Regions from separate parts of the Mus musculus genome. Here region 2 is linked to region 1. A link is a contact called in public ChIA-PET data. All regions are on one chromosome and are shown on one strand. The core of a region is the stretch at or near the end of the contact, and the rest is flanking DNA. Distances in the headings are between cores, read along the strand shown.

Region 1 (4,406 bases), core at 214-2,713:
GATCCCTGGACTATGCTGTCTGGGGAGACTACTAGCCCAATTGGCTGGCAGTATCTGTCAGAAAGGCTCAAGTCTAAATTTTCTTGTGGCTCTTCTATCTGCCTCTAATCTAGGATTTGGTTAGACTGACCTGAGACAGTATATTTCATTTCCTTCAGAACCAAGGGCCCATTTACACTCTGGCAAATCTTCTCCTCCACGATACACAGCAGATTCTGGCAGAAAAAGATGCCCTTTAGCGGCAGAGGGCAGGTGTTTAGATAGTTACCATGGCCAGGTGTCTGTTTCCTTCCCACTTGCTTAGATGTCACTGCCTTTTGAAAAACACATTTCTGTTTATTTAATTGAAAATATTCTACACATGCAAGCTAACAAGCATGATAGCAACCAGCATTCACAGCTGTTCCCCCCTCCCCCACTTTATTTTAATTGAAGTGGACGCTGCTCATAATTATCAAGTCCATTCTGAATTCTTGAAGGTCATAGGCAGAAAAAAAAACTCTTGGTGTCAGTAAATATTCACTCAGCTGTTTGTGGATGTTGGTGAGTGTGAGTAACTGCGAGAAATGGGGAAGGGGTGAGATTATTGATGATCTTTTCATGATCCTGGTTAACGTTAAAGGGGAGTTAGGATCGGCAGAGCTGTTCTAGTTTGTAAGCTGTTAGGTGCTGGAGCTGGCTGCAGTGACCTCAGAAATCATCTTCCCGTTCACTCTGACAGACAATGTTTCCCTGAGCTGCTGACTTCTCACTGCTATAGAAGGGGTGGGCTGCTTACAAGGGAAGCTAGGAAAAGGAGAGTGTAGAATAGATCACAGCTCTAGTCGTGTAGACCCAGTTTAGTTCACAAGTCACTGAAGCACTGAAGGCATATTTTTATCCCCAGAGCCCCACACTGCCACTAAACAGAGTTCGGGTAAACCAAATTGGCATCCTGGACTAAAGGGTCAGAGTTTCGCAGTCTGAAAGCCAGAAAGTAGCAGCTGATGAGGGCTTCACAGAGGGCCTGGGGACAGTCAGGCTTTCAGTCCATCTGTCTGTCCTTCCCTCACCCCCCCCCACTCCCACTTCCCTTCCATTTTAGCTCTCCATATGCTTATTTGTGACACCTGGATAAGCATTTAATACACATGTGTTTCTCTAACTCAATATTTAATGAGAATCACACAGACTTTTCAAAAGCTTTAGAAGAGATCAAAGGACCAAAGCAAACATCCCTGGGCAGGGGCTGGGGGTGGTCAGTCCTTGGGGAGAGCTCACATCCAGACGTAGAAGGCTTCCTTGCCTGTTAATGGCCCAGGAAATGTCTTCCATGCAAGAAAGAACAACTATCCCTTCTGCTGATATATAGGACAGCATGCCAATTTAAACTCAGATTTTAAAAATGTTTCCTTTTACACTGGCAACCCCCCACTTCCTGCAGCAATCTTTCTCACTCTGTGCCCTCAGCCAGCTTGTTTCCATTCCATAACACTCAGCTCAAACCTCACCTCAGGGGAAGCTCATCACTCACAGCAAGTGGTTCTTCCAGAACTTTCCTCTAGCTCTTGGAGGGAGAATTGTAAGAGACTCTGCCTTATTGATTTCCCCATCCAGTTCAGTACCTGTAAAGAGTTCTCCCCAGAGATTATCAACTGATTAAATCAGGGGGTGAATGAATAATTGAGAAGTTATTCTCTGCATTTGAATTTCTGGTAGATGGAGCAACTCCAAGCCTGTCTCACCTAACTCATTCACATTTCCCAGTAAGATGATCATAAGAGGCCTGATTTCTAGAATTTTCAAATTCTCCTGAGCTTTGGGGTCAGAGCCATGGAGTAATCTGAAATAATAGACCTAATATCACACGCCCAGTTGCTTAACGGAATTATGGTATGAAAAAACTTCTTCCGGGTTCTCAGGACGTGGACCAGTGGGCGTGACTTTTCCAAGGATCTATGAACAACTGTCTGGTTCCACAGTCAGGGCACAGAAAGCAGACCAAGGAACAATTACACCTAATTACAGCTTGGTGGACCAATGAGGCTGCTGAACTTACAGATATACAGATGTTTCCAAGACAGTTGTCACTGAAAAGCCCCACCCAGCACAGGCTATGTCCCCAGAGCTCTGGCTGCCCTTGACATTCCTGCTTGAGGCTCTGAGTGTTAAGATTTCAGCTGTGTCCCACTGCACTCAGCTTAATTTTCTTATAATTTCTGGTATCCATTTTTAATACTTTTCTTCGTTTGTTCTTGCAGAAATATCTCTCTCTTCCCCCTGCCCTCTGTCTGTGTGTGTGTGTGTATGTGAGTGTGGTGTATGTGTGTCTGTATGTGTATCTATATGTGTGTGTGTGGTATACGATATGTGTGTGTATGTGTCTGTATATACGTATGTATTGTGGTATATTTGCATGTGTGTGTATGTATAAGTGTGGTGTATGTGTGTGTATGTGTGGTGTATGTGTGTGTATGTGTACCTGATTATATAATCATTTGATATACATTTTTATATTCATTCCCCAAATCCTCAAACCAAGTATAGTTGCAGCTGTATTCGCTAAAATATATTTGTTTTTAAATTTTATGTATATGAGTAATTTGCCTGAAAATATGTGCACCACATGTATGTGTGTACCTACAGAGATCAGAAAAGGGAATCAGAGCCCCTGAAACTGGAGTTATGGATGGCTTTGAAACACTATGTCAGTGCTGGGAACTAACCCCAGGTCCTCTGCAAGAGCAACATCTATTCTGAATTGCTGGGTCATCTCTCCAGCCCCTAACAATTGTATTCTTTAGTTTTCATGTAGCCCCACAATCTAATCCTCTATCTCTGTTTTCAGGTCTAGCCTCTGACTCTTAAGAAGTGCAAGTTCTCATTAAGTGCTTCTATACCAATGCATGCCCTCAGCCAATCTGAGACATGACCTGCAAACATTTCCAGGAGAGCTTGTGAAACCTCTGCCCAGGTGCTTCCTGCTGGGTGGACTCTGGTGGATCTGTGGCTTTCAATCTACACACAGCCAAGTTCTATGGAACTTCTTTGCATGGAAAGGTAACACACCCAGGATGATGTCCAAGGCCAAGGTCCCTGAGAGTGTGGATATATGGATGCTGTTTCTGCCAGTGAGAGATTGCCGTGCTCTTCGTCTTGTTTAGAACGTCGGTCGAATGGAACCCTCAGGTGCCTTCCTTCTCTTTCTTCCCTGTACTCTTTCCTGTCCCTGTCCTCTGAGACTTGAGCACATTTCCCAGAGCTGGCATCTCTGCAAGTCATCACTATGATGATCATTTTCTCAACTTAGCAACACATCAGCTGTGACAGCGTTCACTCTGTTGGCCTTTCAATGACATGGTTGAGCAAGTCCTTCTCTGAGCTAACATTTCACACAGCCGAGGTTTTATCTACCAGGGAAGCTAATAGGAAGAAACGGTGGAAATTCATCTCTAGGTACTTGTGTCAGGTTCCTGCCCAGGGATAGCCCCAAATGGATGACACACACACACACACACACACACACACACACACACCGGTCTAATCAAATACTTGACCCCAGGAATGAGCTTTCAAAAGACAGCAGGTCAAACAAGTGTCTCCCTGGGGGAGATATTTCCATGGAGTTCCCCGTGAAAAACAAGCTAGCTGCTCATGTTCCCTGTGTAGCTATCTTAAGTTCTTCTGAGAAGCCAAAGGGCCACAGTCCCAGTGTCCCAAGTCCATGGTATTTCGTTACTGTTAATAGGGCTCCATTCAGACTACTGTGCTGAGGACTGGCCTTCAGGCTTGTGGGTTTTGTTTTTGAACTCCAGGCTGGGGTTTGGAACAAGGTTAAACACCTGAAACAACAGAATTTGCCTAATCTAGAGCGATCTATTCCCTCACCAGAGATCACTCTCTGTGTTATTTTTATTTTTAAAGGGAGTTAACATTTAACACAAGCGTTAGCATGTTCCCACCACTCTGAATGGGTCTGTTTGTTTCCACTTGATTCTCTGTTACACTGTTGAACCTTGCCTTCCTCTGGGTTCAGGGAAATTTTGAGTATTAATGAGGATCAAAGACCCTGAAGTTTGAAAATGTTTTTCAACCATGTACCTCAGTAAACAGTTTCTTAAAACATTTAGCAATTCGGCAAGCCTGATTAAGAGGTGAACAGAAGTGCTACAATTGGTATGATGGTGATTTTTAAATTCCTATATGAAGCAAGGAATGACCAGTTGTGCGCTTTGTATTAAGCACCTTGGGGAAATGTCCAGGGATGAGTGCTTCTCACATTGGTCAGCAGCAGCAGGACCTGAGATTCTGACAGATGCAGATTTCTGGGTCCTACCTGGAATCTGTTGAACTGAAAATTTACCAGAGATTACTGAGTGAGTCTGGGAAGAAAGCTTAGTCAGAAAGCCTGCCCAATGCTGAAGACC
Region 2 (4,324 bases), core at 324-2,823, 550 kb after region 1:
TCTGGCTCACTTGGACTCATACTCAGCTAGATTTCCTTTGGTTTGTTTGTTTGTTTGTTTGTTTGCTTGCTTGCTTGCTTGCTTGTTTGTTTGTTTATTTAATGAAAGAAAGGGCCTCATCCAGGCATGGTGGTACACACCTTTAATCCCAACACTCAGGAGGCAGAAACAGGCAGATCTCTGGGAGTTCAAGGCCAACTTGGTCTACAACCCAGGCCCAGGGATAGAGCTACCCACAAAGAACTGGGTCCTTCTGCATCGGTGAATAATCAGGACAATCCCCCACAGTCATGCTCACAAGCCAATCTGTTCTGGGCAATTTCTCAGCTGGAGCTCTCCTCTCAGATGACTCTGGGCTGTGTCAAGTCGACCATTCAGGTTAACTTTAGAGTAAGCAGGAAGCCCCTCTCTCATCTTCAAGGTATCAGAGAGAGGAGGAATTACCCATCTTGGGCGGTCAAAGGAGATATTTAAAAGTCCCATGTCAACCTCAGATAGAAGCTAGTTCAACAGGAAGGTCAGGATTTGAGGCACTCGTCTCATATGCACAAGGCCCTGGGTTCCTTCCCCAGCACCAGACAGAAAATAAATCATAACTTCACCAACAGCAAGACACTCACATAAACATGGAATAACTGCTCATCCTCACTCTTAAAAGGTCAGTGTTTAATGACGATGACTGTCCTCCCTGCACAGAAGTTGAAAGAATCAAGGTGAGAAGTGAAACATCAAAGGCATCTCTTCTAAATCCAAATGTACCGTTTCTCAAGCCCACATCAGCTTTCCAGAATGTAGTAAGTACTAATGCTAACTGGAACTCTGACTACGGCTTTAGCTGCACTTAGTTCTAAGTGCATTTGGGCTTTACTAATGCTGAAGAGACTAGGGTTGTGCACAAAAAGAATTAAAGCAGAAAAACACGTTGGCTGGCTAGAGTAGTTGGCTACCATGAGTGAGGCCCTTAGTTCAATTTCCAGCACTGCTGTATGCCTGTAATGGAGGTGGTGGCAAGCAGGAAGATCCAAAAGTCAAGGCTGTCCTCAGTCACATAGCATGTTACAGCTCAAAATAACAGTAACATTTTGGGCTGCATATACATATATATATGTGTGTGTGTGTGTGTGTGTGTGTGTGTGTGTGTGTGTGTGTGTGTGTACACATACACGCTTCAGAGGACCTAAGCTTGATTCCCAGCAGTCACATTGGATCACTCAAAATCACACGTGACTCCAGTTCCAGGGGCATCCAGTCCCCTCTCCTGGCATCCACAGGCACCAGGCACACTCATGGTACTTACATACAAGCAGTCAAAATACTCATACACATAAATCGCTTTACAACTAACAGGGGTGGTGATAACTTGGTTCAGCTCCACAACATTTTGAAGATGAGTCTTTAAACTTGAGAAAACTGCCCTGTAGAATTTGCCCGCTTAGCCTTTGCTGGCTTATCCGAAGAAATAAATGTATAGAGAGCCCGTGAATTGGCCACTGGGGAAGAGCCTGATGAAATACACGTTGTTATTCAACCAATCCTATTACCATCATTATTTCCATGCTGCCTGGTAGACAGAACCCAAACTTCAGTCCAGATCTGAGTCACTTTCAGTCAGCTAAGGGATGGATCACCCAATCAGCTAATGCTGGGGGGTTGGTTTGATTTGGGGGGTTTTTTTTGTTGTTTTTTTGTTTGTTTTTTGTTTTTAGATAATCCTGAAAAATGGATCAAGATGACAAAGAACATTCTGGAAAGAAAGCACAAAGTCCTGAAATGAAAATATAACCCATTTCTTCTCAGCTTGGCTCTGCAGACCATCTCAGAAAAGGATGTTTTTACAGAGCAGAAACGTGACTGGCTGCACCTCCATTTACACTTCTTTGTTACAAAATGCATGTGACTTGTTGGGGTTCCAGCCTCGGGAGAAATCGGAGGCACTGGTGGTTACTTTCCGAAGTGAAACTTCCAACCACAACCTCCGGTGCACAAAAGGCGGAGTGAGTCACAGGAAGAGGCCACTTGCTTGCAAAATGCATTAAAAGTAATGCAGGCTGAATGGACTTCCTGCACCAATGAACAGATAGCTGGCATCGGGACAGGCTCCTCGAGGCTCCCAAACATTTCGGGGAGGACGAGACCATTAGAAATCTGGGCACATCCACCTCTACCCTGTTCCCTGCGTTCTCACTCTGCCCAGGCTGCCAGACCTGCTGTCTCCCAGGCCTGTGGCTCCCATCTGAGATTCCCCAGGAAGGCAGATCTGACTGGATGCTTCCACAGGGTCAGAAGGACACCTTGTGACTTAAGCAAGCACCTGTGGCTCGGTCTCCAAGATCCTTTAATACAAAGAGGTGAGGTGGTCTTTGTAGCAGCTTCTCCCGGTTTGAGCAAGTGGGGTGGAGCTGATGTGAGTCCTAGGCTGATAGCATTACAGCATTCCTGAGCTGGCCAGATGACAGACGTGAGCCCGGGCCTGGGCTGCAATGGTCCACAACATGTGAGTGCATCCGAACCCCATAGGACTTATTAAACTATTCTCGGAGGCCCACACCCACTGCTAGGGTCGGTAGGTCTAGGATAAGGTCCTAAACAATTTTATTTTTAACAAACTCCCAGGACAAACTCCCAGAACCTCCAGGGCCACAAAGAACAGATTTTAAATCTCAACAGACTGGCCTCCAAAGCTCACTTAAAGATTTGGGCCTCGGATTGAGCTCATCCAAGGGACATCCGCACTGAAACAGTCCCCTGAAGAAACTCCCCTGCCTCCACACAAATCCAACCCACAACCTGGCTGGTCTCCAAGCCTGGGACCACAGGGAAAGGCCTTTGTCAAAGCAGAGGCTGTTTTGAAAGGCTATTCGGTCAAACAAGAACCAACTGTGCCCCCCTGTGGCCACCGGCTTTCACTGACTTCCAGGATCAGCTTCTCTGGTCAGACTCTGCTTCCCTTTGGGGACCAAGCCTGGCTGTACCACAAGTGATAGCAATTATCCTCTTTGGTGCTACAGGATAAAAAGAGAGGTTACAAATGTAAAGTCTATCCTGGGGTGTAGAGCATGGACTTGCCTAGCATGCATGAAGCCCTGGTTCAATTCCCAGTACCAAATAAAAGACACTCATTGTGGCACATGCGTGCAATCCCAGCACTGGGGGTGGGGGTGGGGTGGCAGTAATGATCTAATTCAAAGTCATCCTTGACTATAGTGTTTCAGGCTATCCTCATGAGTCTGTCGGAGACACTGATGCTGCGAAGATAGCTCAGTGGATAAAGCACTTGCCAAACAAGTGAGGGGCCCAGCATTGAAATCCCCAGAACCCACAAAAAATTCAGATGTGGTGGTCACCTATAATCCTTGCAACTCACAAATCAGAAATGGAATCATTTTACAAGCTGACTTGAAAAGGGAAAACCCCTGGTGTTCCCCTGTACTGGGGCATATAAAGTTTGCAAGACCCTGGGGCCTCTCTTCCCAGTGACGGCCGACTAGACCATCTTCTGCTACATATGCAGCTAGAGACACGAGCTCTGGGGTACTGGTTAGTTCATATTGTTGTTCCACCTATAGAGTTGCAGACCCCTTCAGCTCCTTGGGAGTGGGTAGGTAGGGGAGCAGGGCGGGGAGGGTATAGGGAACTTTCGGGATAGCATTTGAAATGTAAATAAAGAAAACATCTAATAAAAATAAATTTTTTTTAAAAAAGGGGAAAACCCCGGAGACCCGTCACCTCTCGTATTTCAAGGGAATGGGCACAGTGCTGTTCACACTCCAGAACCATGATAGAAAACACAGATAGACAAAGATGGTCGAATGGAGTCTCAGCTCTGATGTTGGGACCAAAGGCCTCCTGAAGAGAGTTAAGTCCCAGAACCTGTTTCAAAACTGGGCCTCTTTAACTTTCCTCTATGACAATTCCATTCCAGGACCGACCGCACAGGGGTCACGAAAGCTGTCTCAGAGCTGATGGTTAAGACCAGTCCCCCCCACACACACCCAAATAGTTTTTGGCTTCTGATGCAAAATGGGAATGTGTTACTCTTTGAAACCAGACCAAGCCCTTCAAATTCCCAGGTGAACAAAGCTCGTCTCTGGGAAAGTCTAGGCATCCAAAAACTCATTCTGTCTGCATGGGGGTATGAACTGCGGGGACACAGGAGAGCCTTGGGTACCACCATGGAGGTCTGGTGTCAAAGGATAAAGAGAACACAGATGAATGAGTGGCCTATAGACAAGTTTATCCTGGTTTTTATTTCAGATAAGAGAGCCTCAGACACTGCAGTCAGGTAGCATAGATCTGTGGAGCTGTCCGAGGGTTTCTTCTGTCT

Evidence for each region. ChIA-PET counts read pairs in DNA pulled down with a chosen protein or histone mark.
Region 2: a contact with region 1 is called in an RNA polymerase II ChIA-PET map of memory CD8 T cells, with 22 read pairs. The contact joins two enhancer-like sites. A contact is called at or near these places in 1 of 15 datasets of contacts at CTCF or cohesin (large pre-B cells), 6 of 115 datasets of contacts at active chromatin or transcription factors (the NIH/3T3 cell line, acute myeloid leukemia, astrocytes and 3 more) and 1 of 9 other capture datasets (embryonic stem cells).

Annotation. Positions count from the first base shown.
Region 1 is chr12:15,980,493-15,984,898 of GRCm38.p6, forward strand. No RefSeq gene overlaps it. Among named protein-coding and RNA genes, the nearest start is that of Gm36235, 33 kb to the right of the region's middle. Within about 2 kb of position 1,464, at least 32 of the 459 cell types and tissues checked have an H3K27ac peak or open chromatin away from gene starts, as enhancers often do. A contact at or near this core is called in memory CD8 T cells, where this site is marked.
Region 2 is chr12:16,530,603-16,534,926 of GRCm38.p6, forward strand. No RefSeq gene overlaps it. Among named protein-coding and RNA genes, the nearest start is that of Lpin1, 57 kb to the right of the region's middle. Within about 2 kb of position 1,574, at least 209 of the 459 cell types and tissues checked have an H3K27ac peak or open chromatin away from gene starts, as enhancers often do. A contact at or near this core is called in memory CD8 T cells, where this site is marked.